3 separate regions of the Drosophila melanogaster genome follow, and regions 1 and 3 are each linked to region 2. A link is a contact called in public Hi-C data. All regions are on one chromosome and are shown on one strand. The core of a region is the stretch at or near the end of the contact, and the rest is flanking DNA. Distances in the headings are between cores, read along the strand shown. Region 1 holds the start of olf413 (olf413,). Region 2 holds the start of CG32450. Region 3 holds the start of Trxr2 (Thioredoxin reductase 2).

Region 1 (4,033 bases), core at 352-2,851, 190 kb before region 2:
GCGTTTCTCGCTTGACCATCATTGACCATAAATTCATTTAAAGTACATTTTTTCAGAGTGTAATTTTTAGTTTTTTTTACACGTAAACGTTTTGAACTCTGTAATAAATTCTTTCGCATGCCATGCGCATTTGGTTGAATTTTGCTCTCAGTAATAGTGACATTGAAATCTTGTCTGTCAACAGAGCATTTTCCTGAATGTTAATGACTGGAAGCTGTCGAAAGAGAAGAGATGCTATGCTCTCTTTCGCTGTTAGCCCCACTGTTACTGTTAGCCGGCTGAATTGAAACTGGTTTTCGCTAACAGAGTTGATAGGATTGTGCGGTTGACAGTTGAATTCACGCAGTTTTAGGGCTTCGCTCAGCCTAATCCGTTGCTAAGGTATGGAGTTACTCACCCAAACTAAATGATTGCCCACAGGTGCAGTGCATTACATATTGTTAACAACCCGTTTTTGAGGGGTCAACTCCAAAGGAATTGCGTCAATGCATTAAATCCTATACACAAAAATGTTCTAAAACACGAGTTTTTAAAAATTCTACAAATTCACGTATTCAATCATTAGATAAATATATTTTTACTTATAAAATATCAAAAATGGAGGCTATTGATAACGATTTCTGTGAGCAGACGCTTTTCAATCATTTAACAGTTTGCCTTTACAGTGCCTTTGTTTACATGTTAACCTAGGACAAGAAACACGTCGCACCACTCCAGTGACAACAGCGGCCGTTACAGTCATTATTTTAAATGTTAATGGACCGTTCAATGCGCGCTAACTTTCTGTTAACACACGAGCCCTTAGTTTATGGGCCTGTTAAACGGTTGAATGTGAGTGCCGACTATTAACATGATTGTTTGCTTGCGGAATAAGTTCCCGTTGGGCGATAACTAATTTTACGTGTTGCGAATGGGATTTCAGCACAGAATAAACCTCTTTTATACCTTGTCTTTCAGACACTTTATAATCCCGGAAAGTATTCTCTGATTAGGATTGCTCCAAACCTGAGTAGTAACATTCAAATCCATTTGTATTTCTCACATGCATATTTTTTAATTTGATTATGATTAAACGTCCCTTGTCGAATTCTACGGGTGGTCGGGTTGTTTTGTTTGATTGGAAAATAGGCCGCGTTACAGCTACGAAAGTTGGATTTCTCACGAATCCACGGACCCATCATCGATAACTTCATTAGCCATAAAGTTTTTAGTTTTTCCATTTCCTGAATGACTTTCATATGTGGCATGCTAAGCAGCAGACGAAAAGTATAATTAATAAAGCTCATCGCTGGCCACTCCCCCTTCCGGTGGCTGAAAACAAGTGCCTTTGTGTAATGTTCATTTGCATGGCGCGCGGCACAAAAATGTTGTGTACATTGCGGTAATTAGGCTACGTGCATGGCATTTGAACCCTTTCAATTGCCGTCTGGCATTTCAATTGCGCTTAACAGATGCACCTGCCGCTGTTGGGAAAGCCCTGTTAGCAACTGGAGTTATGTAAACGCTAACAGAAACGCTCTCTTTCTGCGCAGAGAGCGGCTCTCTCTTTGCTATTGACTCTCCGCCGAGGTGACGTATTTTATTTTACAGTCGAACGCGAACCAGTTACTTCCGAAGTTTCCCAGCGAGCGGTACACGGGCGGGCGATTTGTCCGAGAAGTGAAACAAGTCAGCATTTTTAGCACGTCACGACGAGGCAAGCAAAATCTTAAAAGAAAACACGAAAAGGCGAGACAGAACTGTGCGTGAAACATTGTGCATCGTTGCGAGTGCTTCTATTCAAAGCACCCAGCGAAAATATGTAAATAAAACGTTGTAAGCTACAGAATAAGCCCGGTTTCACAGTGCGCCCCATTCATATGCAAATCGGAATCGGTGCCGCAAACTAAGCAGCACATAATTTGCGAATTAAATCAAAACACACATCGCTCCGTCTCGCTCTTTTGAGCCGGCATCCTGGCAGCAACAACAATTGCAGGACATTAAACGGACGCCTGGCTGAACGTTACGCGACGCGAACCGTTAACCGTTACGCTTCCGCTTTACGGCTTACGTAGCTCGCGCACGGGCCTGTGTGTGTGTGATTTGCGGATTTAACAATTGGCAACGGGGCGGATGAGAAACGCGATGCCGCCCACGTAATGTGTGCCGAAATTTAAATTGCACTCTATGTATACGACTGTGTGTCGGCGTGAGTGTGTGTGTGTGTGTGTGGATAACGATTACCATAAACGTAAACAAAGGGATTAGACGTTACGTTGCCGGGATTACGCCAGCAGTAGCGACAGACTTTTTCCGATAGCTGCAGCTTCCATTCTCAGGTGAGTTTCGTAAATGATGTATTACCTGAGAGGCATGCGATGTGGGGTGAGGGCGGGGCGGGGATCCTGTGGCGGCACTTGTGGTTGCTGTGTGTGGCATGTTAAGTGCAATCCATTATACAGATATGTGCCTTGCACATGCAGGTTTGCTCTCCTCTAGCCTCCAGCCTCTCGCCTTCTTTGTTGCCCTGTCCCTTTCTCCGTTCTGTTCTATCCTGTTTTTGATTCTGTTTCTGGGCTTGCCTTGTGTGTGTTTTCGGTTACCACAAAACTTAGCCTGCGCAAGTGTGTGTGATCTCCGCACGGAGTGAAGTGGGGAGTGGCGGGGGAGCCCCTTAATGCATCCATCAACTTCATTGGAATGCCATTCAATCAGCATTCCCTTTTTTCCTTAGAGTTTTTGCCGTTTTGCATTCTGCAGTTGCGCCACAAAAGAAAATGGGAAAAGTGACACACTTAGAGCGGGAAAACTGCTGCAGGTGCACAACTCATAGGGCGCATCATTTCGGTCGTTCTTCTATAACTTTAAAGTATTTCGCAAAAACATTAAGGGATCTATGGAGAAAGATTGTGGTTGAATGATGCAATTTAAATAAACAAAATATTTTAACGTTTTTCTTATCTGACAAAAATGCATAGGAAATAAAAACAGTTCATAGAAAACATTTTCAAAGGTTTTAAGTGGTGATTTTGTTGTGATCAATTGGATCAGCTGAGTTAGTAAACTCGTGTGTTAATAATGGACATACAAAAGTATGGTTCAATTACGCTCTTAAATTTTCCAACCACTAGCCTATGTATAATTTAAAAGCCCAAGTTTTGGATGGCGACCCGTTTGTTCGAGTTTCAGAATAGAAGTTTCACTATGCTAGTTCGACTGTCGAGAAATGTTCAACTTATGGAATATGGAAATTATAAAGATAAAGTTTTTGTTGTGCTCGGCTGGCAGCAGGAACCAAATTGAACATATTCGTTAGCCCAGTTCCGTTGGCAAGACGGGTTGGAGCGCCACAAGTTTTGATTCGGGGAAAGTTTCCGAGACAAGAATATGATAGCTTAATTGGAATTGCCGAATGCAGGCGAGCGCCGAATGCAACCAGAGAGCAAAGAGCGAGAAAAGGAACGGAGAGAGGGTAATTAAAAGTTTTGTCGGGATACTGTGGCCAATGTCGAAGGTCCCCGACGGCACAGAATTGAATACAATAGTGTACGTGTATACTGTACGTATGTAGACCATTTATCGAAGGGCTTTCCGGCTTAGCCAATAGTTTCCCTTTCAATAACCATCCGTTGCCTAGGCGGCCACCCCTATGCGATCCCAATCTGATCTGGAATCGAAATGCCACAATTGATTGATTCGATGCCTAATGAACAGCAATAAAAATTCATTTGGGCTACTTACGACCGCCACTTCAGGGTTCAGCGCCACCCTCCTCCACGACCAGCTCGGGCCACTTTCAATTGGACTTTTTTAATTACCAGCCAAACATTAAGAATTTTATTCTCGCTATATTGAAATATCGTATGCCGGGTATTCCCCGGCGCTTGTCATAAATATTTTAGCAGGTTCCCGAGCTCCAAACAGAGCAACACAAATATTTTAACCATAAAAATTGGCAGCCCGGCGGGAACCGGCAAAAAATCCTTTTTCATTGCGCTCCATGTATGTATCTATGCGTGTGTGTGTAATGTGTGTGCACAGGACGAGCGAG
Region 2 (4,077 bases), core at 981-3,480:
AGTCAGTCAGCCAGTCACAAAGACACAGGCGAGCGATAAAAGCCAAAGCCAAAGGCAAGCAACCCTTTTTCCGAATCGAAACCAAACCAACCCAGCCCAACCCTTCAATCTGCACACACACTAGGGTTGTATATACTTATATATCGTAACGCATTAAATCGATAACACGATTTTTCAGCACGCACACAGCTCCCCGTCGAACCCGTACTGAAATCCAAAACAACTGGTTGACTGTGAGTTAAATTGTCAGTTTCATTACGTGGCAGCTTTCATAGCGTCTTTTGCTGTCTGCTTCCTGCCCCGGAACTCCGGAATGTTCCTTGCTTTTTTAAAGCCAAATCACTACGACTGCGCGTGAGCGTTCCCCGTCACTTCGCTTGCAGTGCGACAAGCGATTTTTCAAGTTGCCGCTTCATCGTTCTGCGGAGCTGCTTCTCCGTCTTTTTTGTTCGGTGCGGTTTCGGGGCTCTGCGTTCTGGGCGCCAACAAGTTCAATTTTCGGAAAAGGGCAGGAGCGCATCGAGAGCGGAGAAGCGAAGCCCCTGGGACTCCTCGAAACCGGCGAGTCGTGCGTTCTTGAGAACTTAAGGACCTCGACGCTGGTGAGTTCAACAAACATTTAACTGATTGCCTGGCGTGTCTTCGTGCCCAGCCCTGTCTGATTTTTTGATTTGCTATACACCTGGGAGCGGGACGGCCCTTGGCCACGAAAATGTTTAGCTTATTTGTTAGCGCTGCAAAATAAATTGTGTGTGCGTGCGGTAATTGTAAATTGCGTACGGGCAGACAGACAGTGGCGATTGTCAGTGGAGCAGCCGAGTTATTGGCACCTCTCCAACGTACGGGTATGCCATGAATTTTTGATCGAACAATGAGTGGATCGAGGGTTGCCACCTTTTGCCAATACGATGAGGTTGGCGAAGGCAGCAACAAACTAGGCTTTTGATTGCAAGTCCCCATCCCCATCCAATCCAATCTCGTTCCGTACGCCCCCAGCTAAGCCAATTCAATCAGGGGACCTGCCTGCAACCCTCTGAGTAATCCACTTTTGGCCTCCCGAAAGTGCGCAACAATTTCTTTTAAACTTCCTGCTGACACAAATCAGACCGAGGCCATAACTCAAACTATCTCCACCTCCGCTCGGCTGAATCAATAACCATAAACCGAAGCTCCTTATGCTCACGTGGAGGAGCCGCATAAAAAGTATGCCACATGCTCGGGGAAATCACTAAATTCAGCCTGAGGCAACGTGTACCTCATCATTTATGTGTGGCAGGGGCAAGAAACGGCGAGCCCGAAAACCAAGCAATGCCCACCTTCATAACTGAGAGTGCTTATCACGCCCACTTCCCCTTGATCCCCTCCTGCCGATACCGCCAACTACCGAGTACCGACTACCGTCTACATGTGACATTTGCATGCTTACTTAAACAGCAAAAAGCAGCATCTACGACAGCCACGTCGAGCTTGGCACGTCTGCGTCAACTATACTTTACATTTCGGCCAGACTGGTTTCGGTTTCGGTCTTGGTCTGAACCAGATGCTCAGTTGGAGTCTAGGACCCAGAAGGCCAAAAGAAGGAGAAGGCCCACTAGTGTTGTCAGTAGGCAGTCACAATCCTGTCGACGTCACATCAGCACACGTGTGTAGTAAAAATCAGACGTGTGGGCGCTGCTCGAGGAGCACACAGGCCTTGGCAATGTCGAGGCGCTCTAGTTGCCGCAGTCGATTCGAGTCGAGTCCTGCCTAGTCCTGCCTCCATGTACTTTGATTGCTTGCACGTTACCCGTACAATTTTCGGTATGATGGCGGCAACATTTCATGATTTCTTGTACGTGTTTCTGGCAGTAAGCACGCGTCCTTTCCTCTGCCGCGCACACCGTGTCCTGCGACCCTGGTCCTTCGCCCCACATCTATTCCGGCTCATGGGTTCCGGGGTAATGTATGCAAGCACTTTTTGTATATGACGCCGTTGCGCTTTGGGTCCTCGTCGTGTTTGTTTGCCTGGTGACTGATGATGGTTTGGCTGGTTTTGCTCAGCTCCCACTTTAGCTTCATTTTCCACCGCCACTTCTGTCGCTAGTTTTTCACCAGCAGCATCGATTCGAGCGTATGTCCTGCTAATAAATCAATGACGCCATTCCGGGGCTCCCAAGTAGGCGATGATTTATGTCTGGCTAAAGGGTTTTCACGAATACCGGGCCTAATTGAGTTGCCCTTGATGGATCAGTCATTTTTAGAGTGCTGCTTGTCCAGTACCAAGTAGAAGTCGCTTTAGAACAATCTAAAATTCGACGTTGCTGTTTTTTTTGGTTTAACATTCTCTATATACATTTTTTTAAAAATATGGATATAACGGTACCGCCGCCGGACTCGCACTGGTCGTTGAGGTTTGTGGACATCGTGAAGCCTTTTCCAAAACATACTTTGGCCAATGCCACTTATAAGATCATTCGCTTCTTTTACCCACCCTTTGCCCTGGAAACCGTCGATGTCACCCACGTGGTCAGCGATCCCGAGCTGAATAGTTTAAACGTGGGGCTGTTTGTGGTAGTTCCCTTAATTCTGGCCTGCATCGGCTATGGGGTGTACAAATATGTGCGGAGTATGGTAAGTTTTGTGCGTGGACCTATAGCCCCTGACCTCTGACCAAGTCTGACCTCGAGCAGCATACAGTGGCTAAACGGACACCATTAAAATTGTACGAGCTTGAACAGCGTATGAAAGACAAGTACGGTCCGGAATACAAGCAGGGAATCTGGAAGCGAAAGGACATTTCTGACCCCCTCCTATTAACCACTGATCCATCCGAACCAAAAGCAAAGAGATGTGAAAGCAGCAATGCCCACTGGCTGCGCAAAACCGATAGATCCGATGATTAATTAAATCAACACTCAGTTGGATCCCCACTCGGATATGACTGGGGATCTTAAAATCGAGAATCGAGGAAAGTACCTTCTCGAATCCAACCAGGCTTTGTACCCTTCTAAGCAACAAAATCGATATGATCCTTCAATTCCGTTTAATGATTGAGACCTTTTTTGCGACTGGAAAAGTGTCAGCTTTGGGCTTTCTCGTTTGGCGCAATAAAATGAAGTGATTGTTTGGTTTTTTATGTTGCAAAAACACACTGAACCCCGCAGAGCGAAGGGAAAGACATTGCACATAGGATTAGGTGGGGGTTTTGGGGCCAAGTCCTGGGTAATCATTTGGCAGCGCATGTGTCGGATTATTTTGTTGGTTTGCGTTTTATTTAAATTTGCTTCTTTCGGCTGCCTTTTTGCTCGTGCGGTGGTTGTTTGTCGCCCGAAAATCTGACAGCAGCTGAAAAGCATGCTAAGCTTCGTGCTTTCTTTTTGCTCTGGCTCAAAGCAAATTAATGATTTGCCATCAAGCAAATAAATCAAAAGCTTCAAAGCAGATCTCTGGCTTAGCGCGCTGCGCTGTGGTGCGGTGCGATGGGATCCTGGGGCTGGCTGCGATTTAAGTCCCTTTCATCTCGGCCTGCTCCACTTTAAAGCCAGTCCCGAATGCATAGTTTTATTTCGCAGCTATTTCCACTCAACTAAGCGCATGCATTGATGATATATCCCCTTCCGTGTGACACCCCTTCCCATTGACATGACATAAATAACCGTGTGAGGCTGTTATAATTTATAATCCTTGCTCTGGACCCCCAGCAACAATAATACCAACAACAACAACAACAACAACAACAACAACAACAGCAACAACAACAACAACAACAGCAGCAGCAGCAACAAGAACAAACACAGCAACAGGAGCAGGAGTAACAAGAGCAGAAATAATATGGGAATGCCAGTGCAAATATTTTTGCTTGCTCCTCTCGGTTTCTATGATCCGAGTTTCCTTTTACTTTTTTGTCCTATTTTATTTATTCGAAACCTGTGCCTCTCCCAGGTTGGCAGCACAAATATTTTGTTGGTTCCCTTCCGAGCCACCCAGCCACTATTTCACACCCGCTCGGCTGCATTTAGTTTATGTGTGTGTTACCTTTTTTCTCGGTAAAATGAGGTCAAAAGTTTATTGGCTAATAAATGTGTGCGCAAGTGGGTG
Region 3 (4,065 bases), core at 670-3,169, 220 kb after region 2:
ACACATCTACTCTGCGAGTAACGGGTATAGTTACAATATTTGGAAGTTCTAGCTAGAGAAAACGATATTTTTTAGTCAGCAATATAGTAAAGTAGTAAGGGATCTACCCTTCAAAGTCTTATATAACTATTGTATATTTTTTACAGCCGCAACATGATTTTTATGCCTGCTCTAAACTTGCTTGTGTACAACGTACTTGTAGGTTACATAAGCATGGAAATCAATCGAATCATAAATGGTAAGTTCTTTGTAAGGACCATCTCCTAATCACTGAAGTCTTTTTAGTTTCTACAGCCCAGACAAGTCTTTGGCAGAATATTCCTATTATCGGCCAGATGTTCGCTCCGTTACAACCGGAAACCAATTATGGAGTGGAGTTCGGGGAAAGCATGTGGGACTTTAACCTATATGTAAACATCTTACTGCTTCTCCCCGCATTTTTTCAGGTAAAAGACCACATAACTCGGGGACCACATTAATGTACCGAATTCACAACCAGATCTATCACATCTCCTTGCTGGTGGCGATTGTTCTCATGTGGAACTGCTACCTTCACCAGTGTCTGGCTGCTTTCCACCTGAAGATGGTGTGGCACTTGTGGTGGAGCGACCTATGCTGGAGCTACTACGCTTCTCTTGTCCTTTTCGGATTCCTGTTGACCATGCTGCACTTTAGTCTGATTATAGCAACCGTTATGTATCAGATGCAGATCGACGGAGATCCCAAACCTCGGATCCAGTCCGAGGCTCTCCCAGAGCAGCAGCCACATCCCGCAGAGGAAATTCAGGAACGAATGGCAATGGCCCAGACCATTAAGATCTAAAAAATCAGACACTAAACGACGGAGCACAGGTTCAGCCGCCTTTAAGTGGGTCACCATCAGTCAGGGGCTTAACCTTGCCGCATCTACAAATACACTGGGTCGGTGGTTCAACTAATAAATATGCCAGAAAACACCAGACACACAGATACCCCGCACGCACACACCAGCACACTACCGCAGACCAGGACATGTACAAATGAATCGCAGCTGAGGGCCGGTCGAGCATCGGGAAATAAAACCATTAAATATTTGCGGTTAAACGCACCAAAAACAAACCGCAAAAGTAAATCATATCCAGAGCAGGCATTGGACATGGCCAAGCATCCGAGGCAAAGAATTTCTCTTGCCTCACCCGACCGTCGTCCGGCATTTGTAGGCAAAAATATTAGATTAGAAATTAGAAAGGCATGGACATGCCCCGGATTGGATTGAGATTGGGCAGGCAGCAGACCAGAGCGCCATTAAATTGGGGATGGGATGCAGGGCAGGAAACTGACTGCCAACGGCCTGCCAAAAATTCCAAATGGTCCATGGCCAAGAAGCATAAATCATTGAAACTGACATTTCACCATTTCACTGGATTTGTATGTATATGCCAAAGGTTTGGCCAATTCTTGGGGAAGAAAGTGTTTTTTGGTGGTCGAGGAATTTGCATAGATATCCGTCGTTTTTCCCAAGGAACTACTGGGACAATCGCCCTGGAGTCGAAAATATGGATCCCTGTGTGTCCTTTATAGGTTCCCCTTTTCCCTTGAACTAGTTCCCCCCCAGAGAGCGGAGCATATCAGAGCTCCGAAACGAAATATCGTCATCTCTATTTCATCTTAATCTATGCTAAAAGCCAGCTCCCTCCACTTGAAGGGAATATTGATTCCGTTTCATATTCGGAGGGATTTGGCAGGATGTGCCTAATACCGTAAATGGGGGTCAACTTAACCTCATAGCAAGAAATGTCAGCAAAATCACGATATCTGAGCCAAGGTATTTTTATTGTCTTAAACAGCCTGAAATATATATTATTAGGAGCAATTATTAACTTTAGGGAAACGGTAAGTGAGCGCATGGTTTTTGTGACATCCTGGCTTTTTGGGCTGTCTAATAATTTCACAAGTTGGCAGTGCCGAGTCCTAAAATTCCGGTTTACCTTCTTTTCGACCTGAAATTTGTTCCCGTCCAATTTATCAGTCCAATATGTCGACGATAAAGTTTCTGCGATCCTCCACACACAACGCACTTCGGTCCAGCCTCGGATGGTGCCGCCTTGCTGCCTCAAGACCACGCTATGATTACGACCTTGTGGTGCTCGGCGGGGGCTCGGCGGGATTGGCGTGTGCCAAGGAGGCTGCTGGCTGTGGAGCCCGCGTGCTCTGCTTCGACTACGTCAAGCCCACTCCAGTGGGCACCAAGTGGGGCATCGGCGGCACCTGCGTGAATGTGGGCTGCATCCCCAAGAAGCTAATGCACCAGGCCTCGCTGCTGGGCGAGGCTGTTCACGAGGCGGTGGCCTACGGCTGGAATGTAGACGACACGAACATACGGCCCGATTGGCGCAAGTTGGTGCGCTCCGTCCAGAACCACATCAAGTCCGTCAACTGGGTGACCCGCGTGGACCTGCGCGACAAAAAGGTGGAGTACGTAAATTCGATGGCCACCTTTCGCGACAGCCACACCATCGAGTATGTGGCGATGCCAGGTGCCGAGCACCGTCAAGTGACCTCAGAGTACGTGGTGGTAGCCGTCGGCGGGAGGCCACGCTACCCGGACATTCCCGGAGCCGTTGAACTGGGCATCACCAGCGACGATATATTCAGCTACGAGCGAGAGCCGGGTCGTACCCTTGTGGTGGGCGCCGGATACGTGGGTCTCGAGTGCGCCTGTTTCCTTAAGGGTCTCGGCTACGAGCCCACTGTCATGGTGCGCTCCATTGTGCTGCGCGGCTTCGATCGCCAGATGTCCGAGCTGCTGGCCGCCATGATGACTGAGCGCGGCATTCCCTTCCTGGGCACCACAATCCCCAAGGCCGTGGAGAGGCAGGCGGACGGACGGCTGCTAGTTCGGTACCGCAACACAACCACCCAAATGGACGGCAGCGACGTTTTCGACACCGTGCTGTGGGCCATTGGGCGCAAAGGTCTCATCGAGGACCTCAACCTGGACGCCGCCGGAGTGAAGACTCATGACGACAAGATTGTGGTAGACGCCGCGGAGGCCACCAGCGTGCCTCATATATTTGCAGTTGGGGACATCATATATGGTCGACCAGAGCTAACGCCGGTGGCCATCCTGTCGGGCCGCCTGCTTGCCAGGCGTCTGTTCGCCGGCTCCACGCAGCTGATGGACTATGCCGACGTGGCAACCACAGTTTTTACTCCGCTAGAATACAGTTGCGTCGGCATGTCGGAGGAAACGGCCATCGAACTGCGTGGTGCTGACAACATCGAGGTCTTCCACGGCTACTACAAGCCCACAGAGTTCTTTATTCCCCAGAAGAGCGTGCGTCACTGCTACCTCAAGGCCGTAGCCGAAGTGTCCGGGGACCAGAAGATCCTTGGCCTGCACTACATCGGCCCAGTCGCCGGCGAGGTCATCCAGGGCTTCGCCGCAGCCCTCAAGACCGGCTTGACCGTAAAGACGCTTCTGAACACGGTGGGAATCCACCCCACCACCGCCGAAGAGTTCACCCGGCTGTCAATCACCAAGCGATCTGGTCGGGATCCTACACCAGCCTCCTGTTGCAGTTAGTTCCGTGCCTTGGAGATAGGTATCTTGTGGTGAGAAACAAAGCATATTTCTTTCACTTCAAGTATGTTTCAGTCCGTATCTACTGTCGATTTTAGTACGTGAAAGGCTACACACCATTTTCATTCTAATTAAAAAAAATTGGTCACTTAATGTTGGTTGATTGGTGCAGAGAAAAATTTAATATTTGGCAAATAATTTGAAAACACTTTCATATTCTCACTCGTTGAAAAGCATATAGCAGGAACCCATTTCGATCGACTTGCCAAACAAATTTTAAAATTTGTACTTCCCAATCCCACTAGCTTACAGTCAAACTCGATTTAAAATAATGATTACGTGGAACTATTTTTGTAGACACATCGAAAGGTATCGGTTCCATTCAAACTTGCGTGTTGTTTGCACAAAACTCTCAAATCGGAAAATAATGGTTTATAAAACATAATGATGCTATTTTCTGCAAACCAAACCATTATTTTTATTTATTTCGTAATATACGGCAG

Evidence for each region. Hi-C and Micro-C count contacts between places; a contact is called where the count stands out from the background.
Region 1: a Hi-C map of the Kc167 cell line shows a contact between it and region 2, with 1.4 times the contacts expected there. A contact is called at or near these places in 2 of 107 Hi-C or Micro-C datasets (the Kc167 cell line and the S2 cell line).
Region 3: a Hi-C map of the Kc167 cell line shows a contact between it and region 2, with 2.2 times the contacts expected there. A contact is called at or near these places in 4 of 107 Hi-C or Micro-C datasets (the Kc167 cell line, central nervous system, embryo and 1 more).

What each region holds. Positions count from the first base shown.
Region 1 is chr3L:22,134,489-22,138,521 of dm6, forward strand. It overlaps olf413 (olf413,), which reads left to right and starts at 1,602. Exons shown (of 11, transcript NM_001275275.1): 1 at 1,602-2,321.
Region 2 is chr3L:22,327,548-22,331,624 of dm6, forward strand. CG32450 reads left to right here and starts at 2,231. Exons shown (of 2, transcript NM_168953.3): 1 at 2,231-2,610; 2 at 2,670-3,110. The coding sequence starts at 2,347. The coding sequence ends at 2,882. All of the region lies in intron 2 of Ten-m (Tenascin major), which reads right to left.
Region 3 is chr3L:22,548,307-22,552,371 of dm6, forward strand. It overlaps Trxr2 (Thioredoxin reductase 2), which reads left to right and starts at 1,920. Exons shown (of 1, transcript NM_079492.3): 1 at 1,920-3,713. The coding sequence starts at 2,015. The coding sequence ends at 3,565. It overlaps CG11404, which reads left to right and starts at 131. Exons shown (of 3, transcript NM_141140.2): 1 at 131-238; 2 at 286-446; 3 at 500-1,036. The coding sequence starts at 154. The coding sequence ends at 823.